2 separate regions of the Hordeum vulgare genome follow, and region 2 is linked to region 1. The links are chromatin contacts, called in public Hi-C maps. All regions are on one chromosome and are shown on one strand. Each heading gives the region's core, a stretch centred on a gene start, on an enhancer-like site or on the middle of the called end of the contact. The rest is flanking DNA. Distances are from core to core; before and after follow the strand shown.

Region 1 (6,121 bases), core at 1,920-4,419:
GAAGTGCGTGTCCTTTTGCATTACAAGAAAGCATCAAGATGACATGGGTCTTACAACACAACCAAAGAAAGGAAAAAAAACAGCAACAAAAACAAGCCTAGGCTAACCAAAACGAAAGGCAAAAGAAAGCAGAAACGATGAAACCGTAGACCTAGAGAGTCCATCTACAAGCCACGTCTTTATTTCAGAAAGCTTTGTGGGAAGTTGAAACTGAAAGACATTTACCATCTCCCAGCCGTATACTTTCAAAAGTCTAAAAACAAAATGACACTTGGCAACATGGTACCCTCAAATCAGTTGACATAATCTGTTTATAAACTTGTCTGCATGCAAATCATATTCAATAATAAGCCGGCAAAAGTAAAAGCATCTGCCAACAATAATACATGGATAGTTTATGACAAGCTTCTAGGATGCCACAACAAATGCAAAATATGAGTGTTCATCTATCTAAATAAATTGATTGAGCGGGTTTCCACCTCCAATTGGTGACATCAATTTTACTTCTGGTATGTTACAAGGACACTGGAAACAGACTCTTGCAGAAATGTAGGGAAAGGCTGCGTACAATAGACCCAAAGTGGTCGGACCCTTTCCCGGACCCTGCGCAAGCAGGAGCTACATGCACCGGGCTGCCCTTGATGTTACAAGGACAGATGGACTGAATAAAAAACAATGTGATTATTTTTGAAGAAGATGCCATAAAATTTTCAAAATAACCTTCATGCATCCCACTAATACAAGGCCCAGATCACCAGTTGAAATTATCCTTCTGCTAGTAACAGGATGGGAAACCCCACCACATAGAAACTTGTTAGATCCCAGGTTCTTGCCCAGTTCTTCCGCGTCATTCCAAAATCTGAGCATCATTGATATCCACAATGATTCCACCTTGCAGATAAAATTGGCGAAGGGTATTGCCTAACCAAAAATAATTGGCAAGTGAATAAACAAAACCAAAACAAATTTATTTTCATGCATACCGCGAACAATAAAAGGAGAAACTATTACCAATTTACAAGCTTCCAATATTGATCCTGTGCTTGAACCGCCACAATCATGATTGCAGAATTTCATAAGGAAATCATGCTGCGCAACCAGATTCAGGTAAGCAATTCACACGGAAAATAGATTTTGAACAATGAGAAAGGATTCCCGAAAGACGTTTATTCTACATATTCTATATATGTTTCAGGGGGAAATATTATGGTGAGACTGAAAGGCTAGTAGAGCAAATATATATTTTGTCGAGGCAATAAGAAAGGTTGACTAGATTACTTTACACTGTGAAACAAACAGCTGTTATGCACATGCAAAAATGAGCAACACTACATCATTTACTCGTTATTTGAAACACATCACACATGTACTGCTAATGAGCTTGCCTGAGGTTCGAAACCCTTTGAAGAGGGAACTTTAGCAGCATAGGTATGAACCAATCCTTGCTTCTGTTGATACCTTGCAGTTCAAGAGATTAAGTTAAATAAATTAGCAGGAAATACAATGGGGTAATATATTATTTACTCCAGTTAGCAAAGTTACATTTTTCGAGCCCCAGATCTCTTTCTTGGAATCTAACTTGAATTTCTGTTTAAAGCACGATGTCAGAAGTAACATCCTGGAAAATGATGGAACAAAAGATGAGCATACCATGAGAACAAATATGTCCCTTTTCAATCAGGTAAGCATATCATGGAGAAGTAGAACTATCAAAAATTCATACCAAAATTTACCAGGCAGCTCCAAAAAGTTAATAGACTTGTCCAAAAGACCATTATTCTCTGCCCTTGTATGACATCTGCACCAACAGCAAAAAATGTTGAGTGATGCCAGTAACATAAGATACTGATATGCCAAAAGTCATATCTTACTTCGAGTCCACCACGGAGAAAGCATTTACAGTAATGCTAGTTTTACTGCATGTTCCAAGTAGAACAACTGTCGTCCAAGCAAAATTTAGACGAACCACTCGAAATTTCTTCACAGAGATCTACAAAAGAACCAGAACAGTCACACGCTGGCATTTAAAGCTATTTAATCAAAAAGTGAAGAAATTGCAAACCAAGGTTCAAAACAAATTAGCAACATACAACAGCGCCAACTCGAAGAGAATGTGACGGCACAAGCCGCTTATCATCAATTAGCAGCCACGCGGTCTCATCCAGCTCAACCAACATACCCTGCATGTAGATTCCAGAGACAACCCCAGTGTACACTCCACTGCACTTCCCTGGCAACTCATCCAATGGTGGAACGCCCACATAGGATGGGCACCATGACACCATTGTTTCAGTTGATGACACCAACATGGTGTACGAGCCCTTCTTCCCAACGGAGACCATTTTTTTCTTCAGCCCCGTGACAGAAACCGGCCTGCCAATCAGTCGTGCCAGTACGGGCCGCCACCTGCTTGCCAAATCCACAAAGTATACGAACTTCTCCATCTCAAACTTGTGACCGCGGTGAGATTCTGGCTGTGATACCTTGCACTGGCGGCACCCACAGCACATCATCTCTGCTATGAAGCCGACCAAGTCACCCTTCTGTGTGGCATGCGGCACACTGAACACCACGCTCACCGACCTCACAACCCCAAAAATGCGGCCGCGGGTGGCTAAAGCAGGCTCCGCGTCCACGGAATTAAGCGGGATCGCTGTCAGGAAGCTAGGGCCGGGGACGGGGACCGGACCAGGAGCATCTGCCAGGCACCATCGGACTGCCTCGAGCACGCCGACTTCGTGCTGGCGGACGGGGGGAAGGTAGTTCCAGGCGAGGACGAGGATCTCGCGACCGATGGCGGCGGGGTCGAATTCGAGGAGGTAGCAGCAGACAGAGGAGGCGGAGGAAGGGTCCGAGAGGGACAGGCAGTGGTTGCGGCAGGCGTCGGCGGAAGGGAGGGAGAGGGTGCCGGCGAGGAGGACGGGGTGGGGGATTGGCGCGAAGGGGGCGGTGGTAGGGGCAGGATTCGTGGCGGAGAGCTTAGGCTTTTTGCGGGGCTGCGAGGTGGTGGCGGCGGGGAAATGAGAGGGAGAGGGGGAAAGAAGGGAGGATGCACCAGTGGTGGGGCGGCGGAGGCGGAGGAGGTCGGCGACGGCGAGCCGGCGAGGGGTGGATGCCTCCGGCGGCGGCTCCATGGTTAGGGATTGGGACTGGGAGGGGTGTGGGTTTGGGAGGGAGGGGAGATGAGTAGGCGGGAAGTGAAACCGAGAACGAGAAGTCGAGTGGCGGTGTGGGGCCCACTTGATCGTGGGTTGACTGGTCAAATGAGCTGGGCCTCGCGTTCACCTTCGACCTTCCATGTACGCTACCGTGTGGAGGATCGCCCATTTCTGCACACGGAGGTTAAAGTTGGCCAGATCCGGCCTGGCTTGTTATCAGGGCGGAGACGGGGGACGAGCAGGGGCCTGCCCTCCCTCCTCCAAACAATCGACAAAACCTGAAATACCTAATGTATATTTGATCAATATATACTAGTATGTATGTATTTGGTCTCCTCTATCAGTGTCCATATCCAAATCCTGGTTCCATCACTGCTTGTTCAAGACTGCGAGCCGCGGTGCAAACCAGTAGGTTGGCGCATGCTCGTCGAGTTTTCTATGTGCGGCTTCGATCATTTTGTTTATGGTAGTGTTTGCTTGGGATTGTGCTGCTACTTGGCGTTGGTGGCCTCGGATCCGGGGATTGTTGACGGAGGGGCCGACTCCGGATGAAAATCATGCATCGACTCGGTCGTGGTCGGCGGTAACGGCACCCTAGGGTGTCGTCTTCCTTCTTGAAGGTATCGTCGTGGAGTCGTTTGTCCTTCCTACCATATAGCGTGTGATCTCTGGGTGAACACCTAAGATCACGCAGTGCCTGATCGGGTGACGACAGTGACTTCAACATCGTTTCCTCTTTGAAGGCGTCACGTTGGAGATCCCGACGATAGGTTCTGATGATGTTCTCGATTGAAGGTGGAGTGTGGCTTTGTGATGCTGTTGGCGGGTCTTTTTTCTTTCTTTTCTTTTTTGCGCTCCCTTTTACAGTGCTTTCCTCCTTAGAGGGCTCTTGTAAAATCTTCTTTTGATCAATGAATTTGACAGTTTTGCTGCTGACATTCGAAAAAAACAACTTCTTTTCAATAAAAGATTAAAGGAAATCGTTTATCTCCAGCCGGATGATAATAGGGACACTTACGTCGCCTCGTCCTGGCAATGCGTGTCGTGGGTGGCGTGTCTCCATCGTTTTCCTCGTCTCCCACCACTCACCATTGAAATCTTATCTCCTTGTCGGAATCCACATCTCCTTCCACCGACGCAGCAACAGAAAGCCTTCATCGGTTACCGGCCCATCGACGGTAGCCACCACTGTAGGAGCTAACCAATCACCGGCGGATCTGCAGTGCAGTAAACTACACGCAGCCCGTTGAGCCGGAGCCCGTCGGCGCTACGTTGGAGCTCCGTCGGGGCTGCAATGGAGCTTGGCCGGAGTTGCAATGGAGCTTCGTCGGAGCCGTCAATGTTGTGTTGGAGCTCCGTCAGAGTTGCGATGAAACTCGACTGGAGCTGCGATGGAGCTTCCCCGGAGACGCAACCGCTGTGTTGGAGCTCCATCAGGGTTGCACTGAAGCTTGGCTGGAGTTGCAATGGAGCTTCGACGGAGTGTCGGTGTTGCGTTGAAGCTCTACCAGATCTGCTCTACCAGATCTGTAATGGAGCTCGTTGGACGCCCTCGATGCTGCGCTGGAGCTCCGCCGGGACTTCAATGGCGATGTGTTGAAGTTGTCACGCTCGCTGCTGCTATGATCCAACGGCAACTAGCACGCTTATCGAAGGGCTGAATAGGCGGATGATTTCTCTAAAATAACATTCGGTTGATTCGTAGTAGCCCCAAAGATTAAATCTACTTATTTATCTATTCATCTTCAATCACGACGGTACAACCAATATACTCTCAAAAAAATACATACAGATTCATAGCCCACCGGCAACGACTACAAGAACTAAAGCAAGCCGAAGGCGCGCCACCGCCATCGCCCCTCCCTCGCCGGAGCCAGGCAAAACTTGTTTTAGTATTCAATAGAGAAGTCGTCGTGTTAAGGCCCCATGGGACCAGAGCACTAGAACAACAACTGTCACCAATGAAGAGTAGCGTACATCGAAATAATTCAACCTGAAGACACACGAACGTAGACAAATGATGAACAGATCCGAACAAGTCTACCAAATATAGATCCACTGAAAGCACATCTCTGCACGCCCACCGACGGTGCTAGACAAACCACCGAAACAGGGGCTAGGCGGGGAGAACATTTTTCCATCTTCATGGAGCCGTCGTCATCTCGCTTTCTGAGCATAACACAAACCCGAACAAAGCTTAAAGTAACATCTAAAAATGGAGCCCTCTCACCGACTAGGGTCGGGATCCACCACGCCTCCATGGCCCTAAGGCCACCGGAGACGAGGCAGACCAATAGTGATGCTGGCGGGAGGCGAAGAAACCTAAACTTGGGAGAGGAGGCGGCGGCCACGTGAGTATTCTTTACTAGCAGTAGAGACTGTACGTTGCAAATGGAAAAGTAAATATCGCATGATGCTAACCCAATAACCATGAGTAAGACCTAAATAGGTGTTGTCAAGACGTATCTCTTGGTATAAGATGAGAAATCTGTTTTTTTCATGCAAGATTTTGCTGAGGCGTGCATGCACTATTATCAACGGTTTATTTCATCTTCAGTTCGGCTTTGATGAGTTGTTCATTGCATTTCGGGATGGTATTGGTACGAAAGAAAGATGGATCATGCGCTATTGATTAAGATTGCACCTTAAATAGAATTTCAAGATTATTTAACACATAAAATAACATCATATTCATGTTCTACACGTTTTCTAATCGAATTTCATATATACCATGGTAAAAATGGAGTTAGGGTTTAAAAGATATGAATATTTTTAAAAGGTATTATTTGTTCTAAATGGACTGCAGGTTAATTAGAGAGATAATAGGGGATTTCCGTTAAAATGAAAAAATAATCCCTTTATATCACTTAACGGTGGAGTGAGGATTATTTACCAAAAAACAAAGGGTTTTTTTGTAAAACAGGAAAAGACGATTCATTTTGTCATGAGGTTGGGTACAAAGA
Region 2 (6,121 bases), core at 2,037-4,536, 430 kb after region 1:
AGCAATAGCAAGAGAATTACAGAGATGCCTTGATCATGTAGGGCAGCTCACAAGGACTAACCATTGAAGCACAAGATTGGAGAGAAGACATCACATAGCTACTGGTCATGGACTCATGGTCCAAGGAGGACTAGTCACAACAGGCCAGGGAATCGTCCATGGCGGTGGACAAGCCCCCGGAGGTCAATCCTCCTTTCGTGAGGGTGCTGGGAAGAGGTCTCCTGACGCTCCCGATCTCGGAAGCGCTGCGGCGGCGGCAAGATGGAAAAATCGCGATTTTGGATCCTCTATGGGGGTTTCCTCGTCAAGGGGTAAATATAGGCGAAAGGAGGGCACCAGAGGAGGTGGGACCCACCCAGGCGGCCTCTTGGCGCGACCAAGGGGTAGGTCGTGCCCACAGGTCACCTAGGCGGCCCCTGGCCCCCCTCTGGCCCATCTTCGGTGATTCGTGAAGCTTCTGGTGTGCTGATTTTTATATATTTTTATCGGGATTTTTCGTGCTTTGGAAAATTGGGTAAAAGCCCATGCAAAATAGAAATCAGCAGACAGAAACTGACACTGGGTGCACTGAGTTAGTAGGTTAGTCCAAATATGTGTAAAATGATATAAAAGTGTAGCAAAAACATATAACAATGTCACCCAAAAGATCATGGAACAAGCAGAAATTATAGATACGTTTGGGACGTATCAGGCTGCGGTGCGGCAAAGTACGCCTAATGTATCGGGGGTCGCGGCACGGGGAACGACGGTCCCGACATCGAGTACACGTGCACGACACCCATCCACGTGTTGTAGCCACCGGCCCAACGCGGGGTGTGCTACTGTTGCGTCTGTTGTGGACGAGGGGCGCCACCCGCCTGCTGCTGCTGCTGTTGTCGACCACCGCGCCGGCCACCGCGGTGGCGCCCGTTGGTGGGCTCAGGAGGCAACGGAGGAGCATCCTAGGTCGTCTGCGGCAAGGGCAGCAACGGAGGTTGCGTCGAGGGTGTGGGAGCGTGTTGCTATTGGGAAGCAAACGCTGGTGGAGGAGGGCCACCACGGGTGGTGCCGCCGGCGAGAGCGACGTGCATGGCCCGACTCTTCACTTTCTTCATCCGGCGTTCCTTCAGCCGAAGATAGGACATGAACTTGGCGAAGGAGAGCTCGGTGATGAGGGAGAGGTTGTCCGCAGCGTTGCCGAAGTCCTCGTTGAGGCTGACAGTGCGCGTGGTGAGAAGGGTGTCGTCATCAATCTTCACACCAATGCCGCAGAGCTCATCCGCAAGAGTCTTGAGTCGGGACGATAGTCGTCAATGGATGAGTTGTCCTAGTGGCCTCCAAAAAAATCTTGCTGCAGAAAAACATGACGTTGAAGGCGATTATCGGTGAAGAGTCCGTTCAGTTTGGTCGAGACGACGCGGGCATCTTTGCCGTCATGCACGACCGTATGGAAGAGGTCGGGCGAGATGGTGAGGAATAACCAGCGGATGAGTGTGGCTCTGATGGCGGACCACTCATGATGGTCGGGCACGAGGCTGGAGTCGACGAAGCCATCCACATGGTCGAGGAGGTTGTACTCCCAGAACACAAGGGAGAAGTAGGTCTTCCAAGCTAGTAGGAGGAGTCGGTCTGGGCAAGACGGATGGGAACCCGCTCGTGGATGTTGAGGTTGCGGATGTCGAGGGCATCGGGAGGGTTGGCGTCGGCGAACGGGTTGGAGCCGGTCATGGACGACATGAGGAGGGCAGCAACGACGCGGGGAGGCGCGACGGCAGCGGCAGAAGAGGGGGCGACATCAACGGCGCGAGTGACGCGCGGCGGCAGGGGCAGCGGTGACGCTAGGGAAGCACAGCGGCGGGGGGTGAAGATGCGGCGGCGGCGGCGCGACTGGAGAGAGGCGCAACAGCGGCGGCGGTGGAGATGTCGCGGCGATGCGGTGGGAGAGAGGCGCCGCGGCGACGGCGATGGAGATGCGGCGGTGGCGGCGCGACGGAGAGAGGCGCGACGGTGGAGGCGGGTGGAGCAGCATCATCGGCGGCGCGATCGGACGAGGCGCGGCGGCGGCGGCTGAACGAAAGCTAGGGTTGAAACCTAAAAACTCATACGATGTATGATGACGAAATTGCACGATGTATTGATCAGGTATAATCGCACGTATATATGATGTACAAGATGGGTCACGACCTTAACTATAAAAAATTAGGAGGTGGGTCAAATACAAAATATGCACATAACACGTATACTCCCACCGTTCCAAAATATAAGACCTTTTAGGGATTTCACTAGGAGACTACGTACGAAGCAAAATGAGTAAATCTATACTCTAAAATATGTCTATGTACATCCGTATGTAGTTTATAGTACAATATCTAAAAGGTCTTATATTTAGGAACGGAGGGAGTACTCAATAACTGTTGTGGCTTTACGTAGGTAAGAACGGTTCTTACTAGTTGCGCATAACATTCACGTAAAACTTGCAACAATAAAGTAGAAGACGACGAACTTGTTTTTGCAGTGTATATTGTGATGTGATATGGTCAAAACGTGATTTGATAGATGTAAATGTATGAAATGATTATGTTTTATAATAATTATCACGACTTGCATGTCGATGAAAATGGCAACAGGCATATCCTCAAGAAAACGTATTGGGTGCACTCGAGCTTATGGTAGCACGCATGGTTGTGAGGCATGTTATGAAAGATCATGTTCTCCAAGGGCATTTCAATACACTACAATCAACCCTCAATGGGATATAATATCAGGGTTGCCGACATACGAAGTTGAGAGAATTACGCCACACACCAACATGTGCTACACACTTGCCTGGGCCGTTCACAAGAAATGCGCTAACCAGCAAAGATCTACTTATATCTACTTAACCAAATCAGCCTCCTCAACTCGAACTTGATTCCCAATAATACGTATAGCCATTCCAGGTACATCCACGGGCCTTTCCCTGATGGCGACGTGAAACCCATCCACATGCATCCGTGAAGCAGATTCACCGAGACGCGAAACCAGAATGCAGCAGAAAAAAAAAAAGAAGGAAACCAGACTGCAAAGAAACAAAAAAACTCCAATATCCAATCCCACACTCAAAACCCCAGCCGGCGACAAGTGTCCCGGGAGCCCACGAAAGCGAGAACTTGCGCCTCACGAACCCCCCGCCCGCGACACGTCAGCGCGCGGCGGTGCCCGGCGATTGGCCCACCGAACGGGCGGTCCCGATCCGACCCACGCGTTTCGTCGGGCGCCACCCCGGCCGTCCGTCGCGAGGCGAGAGGATTATATATGTGCCGTGCCCACACGCTCCGAGGAGTGGTGGTTGCTCCTAGTCGCGGAGTTCTTTATTAATCTGGATCCGGGCACGGGGAGGGAGCGATCGATCGACGGGCCTGGAGAGGCGGGGGGTTTCGCTTCTCGTTGCGTTTGGAGTCTTGCCGGGTCTCGGTTTTCGAGCAGGCAAGAATTCATTTTCTTCTAATTTTGGGTGATTTTCTTCCTGGGGTTAAAATTTTGGATCATCGCCCCACCGTGTTGATCCTCCTGATTTAGCGTCTGGATTGGAAAAAATTTGGACGAGTTATCTTTAATGGGGCTTGTCCCTTCTTGTGGTCGCAAACCTTCCCAATTGCAGCAGATTTCCCGTGGCCGCAGCGCTTAGTATTCAGAGGCGGCACCTTTATTTGCTCGAGTAGTACGGTTTGCTGTGGCCCAAAAGTTTCCCATTGTATCCGTTTCGAGAAATAGATTGGGTTTTTTTCTTTACTTTTTCTGAGATGTTTGTTTTAACTTGGCAGATCCAGGGAACACCGGTTTTCGTTTGATTTTGCCCAAATTTTTTGATCTGATCGGAGCGATCCCGGAGCTTCTCATGGCCATGGGGCTGGGCCGATTCACCCACTGGCTCTGGCCGGGTAACGCCGCGCGAGTTGGCAACCACGAGCTCCCCGGCACGGCCTTGACGGGCGCCTCCTTCCCGGAGTTCCCCTCCGGGTTCCGTGAGGCGGACGCTCTCGCCTTCTCCACTGCCGCCGCCGGCGGCCGCCGCGCGCGGCAGAGGAGGGTCAAGAACCAGCGGCGTAGTCGCGGGGAGCCCAGGATCGACAGGGAGTACGACATGGTCATCGTGCCGTCCGACGGCGGCGGGTGCCTTTCCGGGTCCGAGTCCGACGACTCCGACTGGTCCATCGGCTGGCTGGAGCCGCAGGCGCCGGAGATGCAGACGGACGGTGATCAGGAGACCTCCTTCGCCGTACTCGTGCCCTGCTACCGCCACGGCCGCGCCGAGCAGCCCGCGATGCCTCAGGCACGGTTCCTTGGCGCTGGCCCTCTCGCCGATCGCGGCCTCTCTGGTGAGTGGTTTGCAGGAAGATCTACCAAGTTCTTACATGGGATTGCCCAGAAATTGGGAAAAACATATGCCATGTTTGGTTTGTTTATTAAAGTATTATAAGTCCCGTGTGATATTAAAGAGGAATCATTTGCTCTACATAGTTGATAATAAACTGACAACAGTTCACTTTGTAAAGTCATGACAAGTCTGGTACCTTTTCATTTATGAGTTATCCATTGATGGTTTGGGAATAAATTCAGCCTGTGTTAAGATGACAGAACTCAAAACCTATAACACGATAAGATCCAATTTTGTGTTTCTTGCTGTTGTACTAGCATTTATGGGCACAACTACTACTGGTCATATGCCATTTTCATGTTTGGAGCTGTTGATTGGTGGGTTTGGTGGCTTGCTCTGTACTTTGGGCTTCAAGATATTTGTTTGAGATTCCTATGCTCAGCAGCAGACACGCAATACTTAATATGGATGTTTTATCACTAGAAACTCTTATTTCATCAGAGAACCCTAGAGGCATTGTTGTATTATAGAATCCGTTGACTTCTTTTTTCTTCTAAATGTGGCAATTTATAACTTACTCTGTTAGACCTCTTCAGTTGTTAAACCTGTAGCCATACTACTTGCTTTGGTTGGCTTCTGCCACTTTGTGTGCTGTAGTTGAGGTTTGAGCTTGCTGTGTTAAAAATGTGCTAATTCGAGTTGTGATTCGACTCTATAACTTTGATTCTTCTTTCAGCATCATGTTTTGTATATTTATGTTGAACAAGGCATCAAATATACTCGTGGAAGTATTACTTTATTACACCTGCAATACAGGGAGCTTATGGCTTCCTGTTGGTGGTTCTCTTATTTAGTCAATTCAACAGCAACATTGTATTTGGTTCAATTGTACTATACGGTCTTTGCAGAATAATAACACTGCAATCGCTTACCATATTTCTGATTTACCATTTACTCCAGTCTTTTGAACTGCAGAAAGTTGCCTCTTGTTCTAATTATTTGACTCCTGCATTTTATCGGTCTAGAGTGATATGGTGTGATTGGTATTGAACATAACAGAGCCATTTCATTGCCTGCTTGTGCAATTTTAATTATCTACCATTTGTATTGGATTGCGCAGAGGGTCTTTCATTTTAATTAGCTTATCTTACAGAGTTTAGTTGCTAGCTATGGTTTACTCATGTGCATGGAGTATTACTCTTTTTTCTCCATCATTACAGCTTCTGATATTTTTCTGACACTCTTCTTTCCTTTTTCCGCTCTGCAGATGGAAAGAATTTTGTAGAGGAGTGGCTTTCTTCCCTCCAGAACTGATATCTGGAATCTCCGTTAGCTACGCTGTATATATTATTGCTCAGTATCATTCTACTACGTTTCCGCCCACGACGGAAGAATATATCGATGAAGGAAGACATCAAAACCCAAAAAAATTGAGAAAAATGAGAAAAGATCAAAAAAAGAGAAGCAGCGGAATTTTGAAGCAGCACCGAACATGGGTTTGTCCTTCCGGAGGTTTCAAGGCTAATTTTACTCATTGCAAAGCAAGGCCAATGCTGAACAAGACCAGCTGCGCTGCGCGTCGTAGAAGACACATTCATTCTTATTAACCAATCTACGACAACATTTGTAGATATAATTTGGTATTGCATCGTTCATTTTGTCCCACTTGATTCTGGACCTCGACCCTGCTACTGGCATGTGTATATATGGTGTCATTTGCCGTGTATATATAGCTGCAGATGTGCAGCTCTTCAGTGTGCGTGTGTGTTGATTTAGATTGGAACA

Evidence for each region. A called contact is a pair of places that touch in the nucleus more often than the background predicts.
Region 2: a Hi-C map of seedling shows a contact between it and region 1, with 4 times the contacts expected there. The contact joins the promoter of LOC123396814 here to the promoter of LOC123395590 in region 1. A contact is called at or near these places in 2 of 6 Hi-C or Micro-C datasets (seedling and an unstated tissue) and 1 of 1 datasets of contacts at active chromatin or transcription factors (embryo).

What each region holds. Positions count from the first base shown.
Region 1 is chr5H:412,663,330-412,669,450 of MorexV3_pseudomolecules_assembly, forward strand. LOC123395590 (CST complex subunit CTC1) reads right to left here and starts at 3,170. Exons shown (of 16, transcript XM_045090610.1): 1 at 2,091-3,170; 2 at 1,872-1,990; 3 at 1,724-1,798; 4 at 1,543-1,618; 5 at 1,386-1,448; 6 at 1,012-1,089; 7 at 721-921. The coding sequence starts at 3,134.
Region 2 is chr5H:413,090,044-413,096,164 of MorexV3_pseudomolecules_assembly, forward strand. It overlaps LOC123396814, which reads left to right and starts at 3,287. Exons shown (of 3, transcript XM_045091625.1): 1 at 3,287-3,444; 2 at 3,783-4,337; 3 at 5,604-6,121. The coding sequence starts at 3,857. The coding sequence ends at 5,650. LOC123396799 (putative calcium-binding protein CML19) reads right to left here and starts at 940. Exons shown (of 2, transcript XM_045091621.1): 1 at 800-940. The coding sequence starts at 940.